Regions from separate parts of the Sus scrofa genome. Here region 1 is linked to region 2. Evidence: chromatin contacts called from public Hi-C data. All regions are on one chromosome and are shown on one strand. Each heading gives the region's core, a stretch centred on a gene start, on an enhancer-like site or on the middle of the called end of the contact. The rest is flanking DNA. Distances are from core to core; before and after follow the strand shown. Region 1 holds the start of NEFH (neurofilament heavy polypeptide). Region 2 holds the start of AP1B1 (AP-1 complex subunit beta-1).

The links. Hi-C and Micro-C count contacts between places; a contact is called where the count stands out from the background.
Region 1: a contact with region 2 is called in a Hi-C map of adipocytes, with 2.5 times the contacts expected there. The contact joins the promoter of NEFH here to the promoter of AP1B1 in region 2. A contact is called at or near these places in 2 of 47 Hi-C or Micro-C datasets (adipocytes and epiblast stem cells).

The regions. Positions count from the first base shown.
Region 1 is chr14:46,557,857-46,561,723 of Sscrofa11.1, forward strand. NEFH (neurofilament heavy polypeptide) reads left to right here and starts at 1,842. Exons shown (of 5, transcript XM_005670778.3): 1 at 1,842-2,932. The coding sequence starts at 2,065. LOC106505960 (a long non-coding RNA gene) reads right to left here and starts at 1,895. Exons shown (of 3, transcript XR_001300905.2): 1 at 1-1,895.
Region 2 is chr14:46,518,181-46,521,598 of Sscrofa11.1, forward strand. It overlaps AP1B1 (AP-1 complex subunit beta-1), which reads right to left and starts at 1,995. Exons shown (of 22, transcript XM_013990391.2): 1 at 1,827-1,995.

The DNA of each region.
Region 1 (3,867 bases), core at 592-3,091, 40 kb after region 2:
GGCAAAGAAAAAAGAATTGGCAGAGGTCTTTTCTGGGGGATCTGTCTGTCCTCCTCATGGGGATCCTACAGAAAGAAAACCATGTAAGCTGGAAATGTAGTGGGGTTGAGATAACTGCCTGAAAGAGGTTTGGGTCTGGGAGGGGATTCTACACTGACTCTCCAGGGATCTCAAGTCTCCTTTCTGGAATCAGGCACCTATGGGTGACCCCTGAACTCCCAATGGAGGGAGCCCACCTGTGTATGTGGGAGAACTTCACAGAAAACAGAGGACTTGACCCCTAGCAGAAGGTCAAGGGGCTGGGTCTCTGGCTCCTGATTGACCCCACTAGATCATTCACTCACCTCTCTCAGTTCTCCATCCTTCACTTAGCATAGGGTCATGCAAGGGGGAGGTGCCATTCTTCCCTTACCCATTCTTCAAGGTAAAGGCAAAAGTTAACCCCTTTTCTCCCCAACAAAGAACAGGTCCTGTCCATGGTGCTGAAGCACCAGCCCACAGTGCCTCCCACACTCCTGAGGCACTTGACACGAGCCAAACCCAAGAAAAAGCCAAATGCTACCAGCAGTTGCAGGGCCCCCTAAACACCAGGGCCCTCTTTGCCACCTGAATTAGGGCTTATGGGGGTGAGAGACTCTGGTATCCCAAAAGCATCTCATAACTTCCCTGGGGGTAAGAAGGGAGACCTATCATGGTATCCACTTGTCTACTGTGGGTGTGTGGGAGAGATGACAAGTTGAAGCTAAGGAGATGAGGAGCAGGGAGGAAGAAACATGGACTTCCTAGTTGTAGGAACGTGGCTGCTATATCCACAGGCAGCAGGAGGGTTCTCCTCTCCCAATTCGTCCAGAGACACCCCCCCAAAGCAGAGCTGCTGGGGCTGGGTGGGGGGAAGGAAGTCTTGAGCTGCAGCCTGACCCAGGACAGGGCAAGTCCTGTCTGTATACAGATAGGAAACCCGAGTGTGTGTGGAGGGGGGTGCACAACTTGTCCAAGGTCATTTGGCCAGCAACTGCTGAGCTGACCTCAGTATGCAGACCCTGGCTTGAGTTACTCTTAACACATCTGTCACTTCCCCCTGCTCACACAGGCACCAGCTCTCCCAGCTTTATGCCCAGTTCCCTGCAGCACCCCCACTTTTGGTTCTCTGAACCTCTCTGCTTTTTCAGGGGACCCTCTGCCCACTTCACTGAGGGCCCTCCTTGTTAGGGCTGGTTGCAGGGTCTCTCACCTCCTATCCTACAAAGACCACTGTGCCCAGCCCCCCATCTGGGCTTCCCTTCATCCTCTGCAGTGTCTCCCACATCCCCAATTCAGGGGAGCCTTGCTGCCCTCAACTCCAGGTCCCCCTCCCCTATTCCATAGCTGACTTCAAATTCCTTGAGCCCTCTCCTGGTGGCCCCTTTCCTACTAGGGAAACAGTGTACCTCCATTCAGGGGTCTGCTACCTATATTTTCTGTAGCATCCACTATGCCTTCATTCAGGATTATTTTTCTTCCTCCCCTGTTCTGGGCCGGCTGAAGACACTGAACCGCCTCTCCTGAGGGTCTATTAGGAAAATCTTGGGGTCCTCTCCTTCGGGGGTCCCCTCATTCTACTGACTACTTAGTCTTCTATCGCTCCATCCCAAAGGCACACTGCCTCTATTCCCATCAGTTCTTCTTGCCCTACCCCCATTTCAGGCTCCTTTTCTTGTTCCGAACTTAGCAGCAGGGTCTTCCAACCTGCACCCTGGGGGTCCCAGTAGGTCCACTCCGGGAGTTCCCCAACCTACTGTCAGACTCGGCCTCGGATAGGGGGGTGCTCCTCTGACGCTGCGTCGATTCCCCTCCACTCCTTGGTTCCCCTGCCCCGCCCTACTCACTGCGGCTGAGCCGGCCGGCCCGGGCCGCTGGGGGAGGAGGCGGAGAAGGCGGGGCCCTCCTCCCCCGCTGCCCCCCCTCAACTGCTGAGGGGCTGGACCCCGCCGGGCTGCTATAAAAGGGCTGGCAGTCCCGGTGCTGCCGCAGTGCCTCCCTCCCCGTCCTGGCCTCGGGGTTCGCTCCGCACCTGCTCCGGCCAAGATGAGCTTCAGCGGCGCGGACGCGCTGCTGGGCGCCTTCGCGCCGCTGCACGGAGGCGGCAGCCTGCACTATGCGCTGGCTCGCAAGGGCGGCGCGGGAGGAGTGCGCTCCGCAGCCGGCTCCTCCAGCGGCTTCCACTCATGGGCACGGACGTCCGTGAGCTCCGTGTCGGCCTCTCCAAGTCGCTTCCGCGGCGCGGGAGCCGCCTCCAGCACCGATTCGCTAGATACGCTGAGCAACGGACCCGAGGGCTGCATGGTGGCGGCCCGTACCGAGAAGGAGCAGCTGCAGGCGCTGAACGACCGCTTCGCGGGCTACATCGACAAGGTGCGGCAGCTTGAGGCACATAACCGCAGCCTAGAGGGCGAGGCGGCGGCGCTGCGGCAGCAGCAGGCGGGCCGCGCGGCCATGGGCGAGCTGTACGAGCGCGAGGTGCGCGAGATGCGCGGCGCCGTGCTGCGCTTGGGCGCGGCGCGCGGCCAGTTGCGCCTAGAACAAGAGCACCTGCTGGAAGACATCGCGCACGTGCGCCAACGACTAGATGACGAGGCCCGGCAGCGAGAAGAGGCTGAGGCGGCAGCACGCGCACTTGCGCGCTTTGCGCAGGAGGCCGAGGCAGCGCGCGTCGAGCTGCAGAAGAAGGCGCAAGCCCTGCAGGAAGAGTGCGGCTACCTGCGGCGTCACCACCAGGAAGAGGTGGGCGAGCTGCTCGGTCAGATCCAGGGAAGCAGCGCCGCGCAGACGCAGGCGCAGGCCGAGGCGCGGGACGCCCTCAAGTGCGACGTGACGTCGGCTTTGCGCGAGATCCGCGCGCAGCTTGAAGGCCACGCGGTGCAGAGCACGCTGCAGTCGGAGGAGTGGTTCCGAGGTTCGTAGGCGCGCGCGGGGTCATGGAGGGTGGGTCGCCCCTGCTGGTAGGACAGCGAAGGGCAGGGCGGTGGTGGACTCTGAATAGAGGTGGCTGGACTGAATGGTGGCGCAGTTCAGCTTCCCCCTGCAAAATGCATGCTCCTTAGATTTAACTGTTAAACTCTGGGTCTTTTGTGGGACCTCTCACCCCCTAGCTTCCCTGTAACTCTGGGTTCTCCTTCAGCCTCCTCCAGGGTTCTTATACCTGTCCTTCAACTCTGGGTCTGCTCAGCTCCTTCTCCCAAGGTTAGGTAGCCCCACTCTGTCAGCTGCCTTCTACAGCTCCAAAGCGGTGCCGGTGCCGTCTTCTAGTCACAGGCGCTGGGCGCTCCTTGCCCTTCAAAGCAACATGCCTTCCCTGTCTGGCACTGCCCATCCCCTTTTCCTGAACCCTACAAAGGACCCTATTCTCTGACACCTATTAGCTCCTCCCCACTACAGTCGGGGAGGGGTGGGTCATTCTTACATTCTTTCTTGTCCCTGGGGGCGGGGGGCAGGGGGCCATCACTAAAACTAGTTAGCAGTGCCTAAGGCTGAGGTGGCCAGTGAGCCCTTTAATGTCTCCTCTTCCCTTCAGAAAAGCTGGGAGCCTCCCAAATCCATCCCCTCCCCCAGCTCTGTGTCACCCTGAGTCAGCTAGATTGCAGCTGCTGCAGCTTTGAGGTTGTACCCAGCACCTGCAGGGTGACTTTGACCAACATTTGCCCTCTCTGGTTTTCACTTCTTTTGGGATTGAAAGGGGTAGGGGTCAGCCAACTAGGCTTCTTACTCTGGGGAGCTCCATGAGCCTTTCTGAAACTGTAAAACTTCTGCATTGTTCTCAGGAGAGGGTACAGAGGCTTCAGCGACTTTCAAACAGGTCTGTGATCCACGGTGGGTAAGAATCCTCACCCA
Region 2 (3,418 bases), core at 745-3,244:
TAAGTTAATCAGGTCACATCACCAAGAAGCTGCTGAGCTAGGACTGGAACCCAGGATTGACTGATGAGTAAGGGAGTGCTTTTTCCATCATACCTCTGAGCGCTCAAGAAGTCACTCAGGTGAAATCTATGCTCAAACCACACTCAACTGATAATCTCTATACAACTTCTGAGGGATCTGATTCTTTGAAAACTAGTTAAGTCCCTCTTCATGGAGCTTCTTGAAGAGGTTGAAGGAGGCTGGGCTCAACTCAGGACAGGAAGCCAGATGCTTTGAGCTCTGCTTATATTCTTACCATCTGTGACAAGTCACTTCATCTCATATTCTCCCTTGGAATGATGGGGATAGGGAATGTTAAGTTTCTGTGAATTCAATGAACTAGAAGAACAGATCGAAGAGTTTAAAAACAGGTACTACAGTAATGTCTGTATCACAACTTTCTTCAGAAACATGTGGAAACCCTTATGAGTTCATTAAGGCTTGTAATACCCAGGAGCAGGTAGGATATCAGCAGGTCTGTGCTGCTACCAAGGAAAATGAGGCAGAAGTGGAGCAAGAGAATGTCTGCAAAGGAATATGGTTCAGAATCACAGAGCCTAGTGCTCTGGTGATGAAACCATCTCACCATCTTTCAGGCAAGATGTGCACTTTCTAGCCAAGAAGTCAGGGGACCTGCATTTTTCTTAGAGAGACACAGACCTTTCCCTTGGGAATATTCTTCAAGAACCCAGGGCCAAAAGATTCCTCTAAGGGGTCATGTAGTTCCTCTTTACTCCAAAAAGAATGCAGCTCAACCACTCTCAAGGGAGGTTCTGGATATTATTAAATTAGTTTCATCCATAGCCTATCTGATGTCTCACAGTACCCAATAGTCAGGAAAAACTCTTGCCCTGAAAAGCAACGACCTGCAAAACTGTTTCATCCTAAATAAAGTGAATCAAATGCTCCTTATGAAGGTTAGACAAGAAGCAATAAGGCTACATCTTTATATAGATGCAAGTAAATATAATGGCAGCTAAAGATATTAAATAGCTCCTACACTCCAATCTTGCTCCAGCCTCTCTTTGGTCTCTGCACTTTGCACGTTCCTGAGAACCTGGGTAGAAATTCTGACTCTTGCCTACACCACCCGATTGACCTTACAGGTGTGACTTAACCTCTCTGTGCATTTTACTCGGAGGTGAAATGGAGATAACAACAGCAGCTACCTCACAAAGGTTGCTGGGAAATTTAAATGCTGCATTACGAGTACTTAACATAATGCCTGGTACACAGTAAGAGCTCAATTAATCAGCAGCTAGCATTTTATCAGTAGTTTTGGCATTTATTACAGGTGTCCCCAGTTAACTTGTTGGTGAGGCGCCTAAGTACAGACCAAACCCAACCCTACCCCAGAGCAGGCAGCGCGGGCTGCTCCTTAATTTATTTTTATTTTTTTTTCTTTTCAAACCTTGGCAAAGAGATAAGGCCCTGAACGAGGAGGAAGACTCAGGCTGGCCATGGGGGTAAGAATGCAGAGGGAACCAGGACCCGAAGAGAAGTTTCCTGTTTGGCCAAGCGCAGGCTCCCTGGGGCCTAAGTCTAGGAGTCTCTCCAGGAGGGCGCCCCCAGAGGGACTGCGGACCTGGGGTGGAGGCGGGAGGCCAAGCGGCCGAGAATGAATGAACCCGCAGCCCTTCTGCCTCAACGCGGCCTGGGAAGCCACTCTAGCTCCTCTAGCGCCTCGTCCTCTCCGTGACCTCTGACCCCACAAACCCCTCACCTCAGACCCCCCGACTCCCTGCCCCATCTCTTCTCCGGCCTCGCCGGGCTCCCCGCCTCCTCACCCGCAGGTCCAAACGGCTCCCGGCGCCACGGCGCGGCTCCACTCTGCAGTAAAACGTCCGCGGCCTTGTCGTCCCACTCTCCCGGTGCGTCCGTGCCGCCAGCCGCTCCGAGCCCCGCGGCTGTCACCTGCCGGGCGGAAGTGAGCTGCCCGCGCTCGGGCACTTCCGGTGGACGCAGGGCCTGGGGGCGGGGTCAAGGGTTCAACCCGGGCGGGGGTGGGGCCCGTGAGGGCGTGGCCAGGAGGGCGGGGCCGGCGGGAATTAACCCTCCTCCGACATGTCGTTCTCAGCCACTGTAGAGCCAGAGAAAGATTAGACAGATAAGCCGTTACGTAGTTTAACATGATGAAGATGGAAAAGGTCGTTACAGACGGGTAAACTAGACTCTGAGAGGGGCAAGTTTTGCTCAAGATCGCTTACTTTATGAAGGAATTCCGCGTTGTAAGAGAAAACCTTAGACCTTCCAAGGAGAGCTTAATGATGTCCCATCCTCCTTTTGGCTGGGTTAATCAGGACTTCAGTTGCTATAGCAATCTCACTCCCAACTCTGGTATTATTAAACTTTCTCCTCCTGGATAATTTCTTTCTTTCTTTTTTTTTTTTTTTTTTTTTTACCGCTGCACTTAGGGCATATGGAAATTCCTGGACTAGGGGTCTAATCGGAGCTGCAGCTGTGGCCTGTGCTGCAGCCATAGCAACACCAGATCCGAGTGGCATCTGCAACCAATGCCGCAGCTTCTGGCAATGCCAGATCCTTAACCTACTGAGCTAGGCCACGGATAGAACCAGAATCCTCATGAATACTAGTTGGGTTCTTAACCTGCTGAGCCACAATGGGAATTCCATCTGATTATCCTCATTAAAATATTAATTAATCATTACTCTTTAAAAATGTTTACTGGACAAATATTTGCATTGTAGAGAAACGGAAATATACTAGTAAGCAAAAGGAGAGAAATCATCTGCAATCCCATTTCCGGAGACAATCATTTCTTAAAATTAAAGTATAGTTGATTTACAATATTGTGCCAATTTCTGCTGTACACTCATTCTTAATATTTTGGTGAATATCCTTCCAGACTCAACACATCATTTGGTATTTTTACCTCACCAAGATATTGGTAAAAGTCTTCTAAAGCAAGAAATATATTTAGAGTTTTTTTTTTTTTTTTTTAACTTTTAGGGCTGCACCCTCAGTATATGGAGGTTCCCAGGTTAAGGGTAGAATCCAAGCTACAGCTGCTGGCCTACACCACAGCCGCAGCAACGCAGGATCCTTAACCCACTGAGTGAGGCCAGGGATCGAACCCGCAACATCACTGCTCCTAGGCGGATTCGTTTCCACTGCTCCATGACAGGAACTCCAAGAAATACATTTTTGTTTGGTGCTTTCCAACACCTGCGATTCTATTGTATGGACGGCATCACTGTTTTCAAAAACAAACCTCTACAGTTGTTCACTTGGGTTGTCACCAATTGTTTCATATTACAAAACGTATTAATAAATAAGTTTGCACAGCCAAGTCTTTATGTCCCATCTAATCCAGATATTACTGTTTTAATTTTAATATAGTTTTGCATGTTTAATTAAC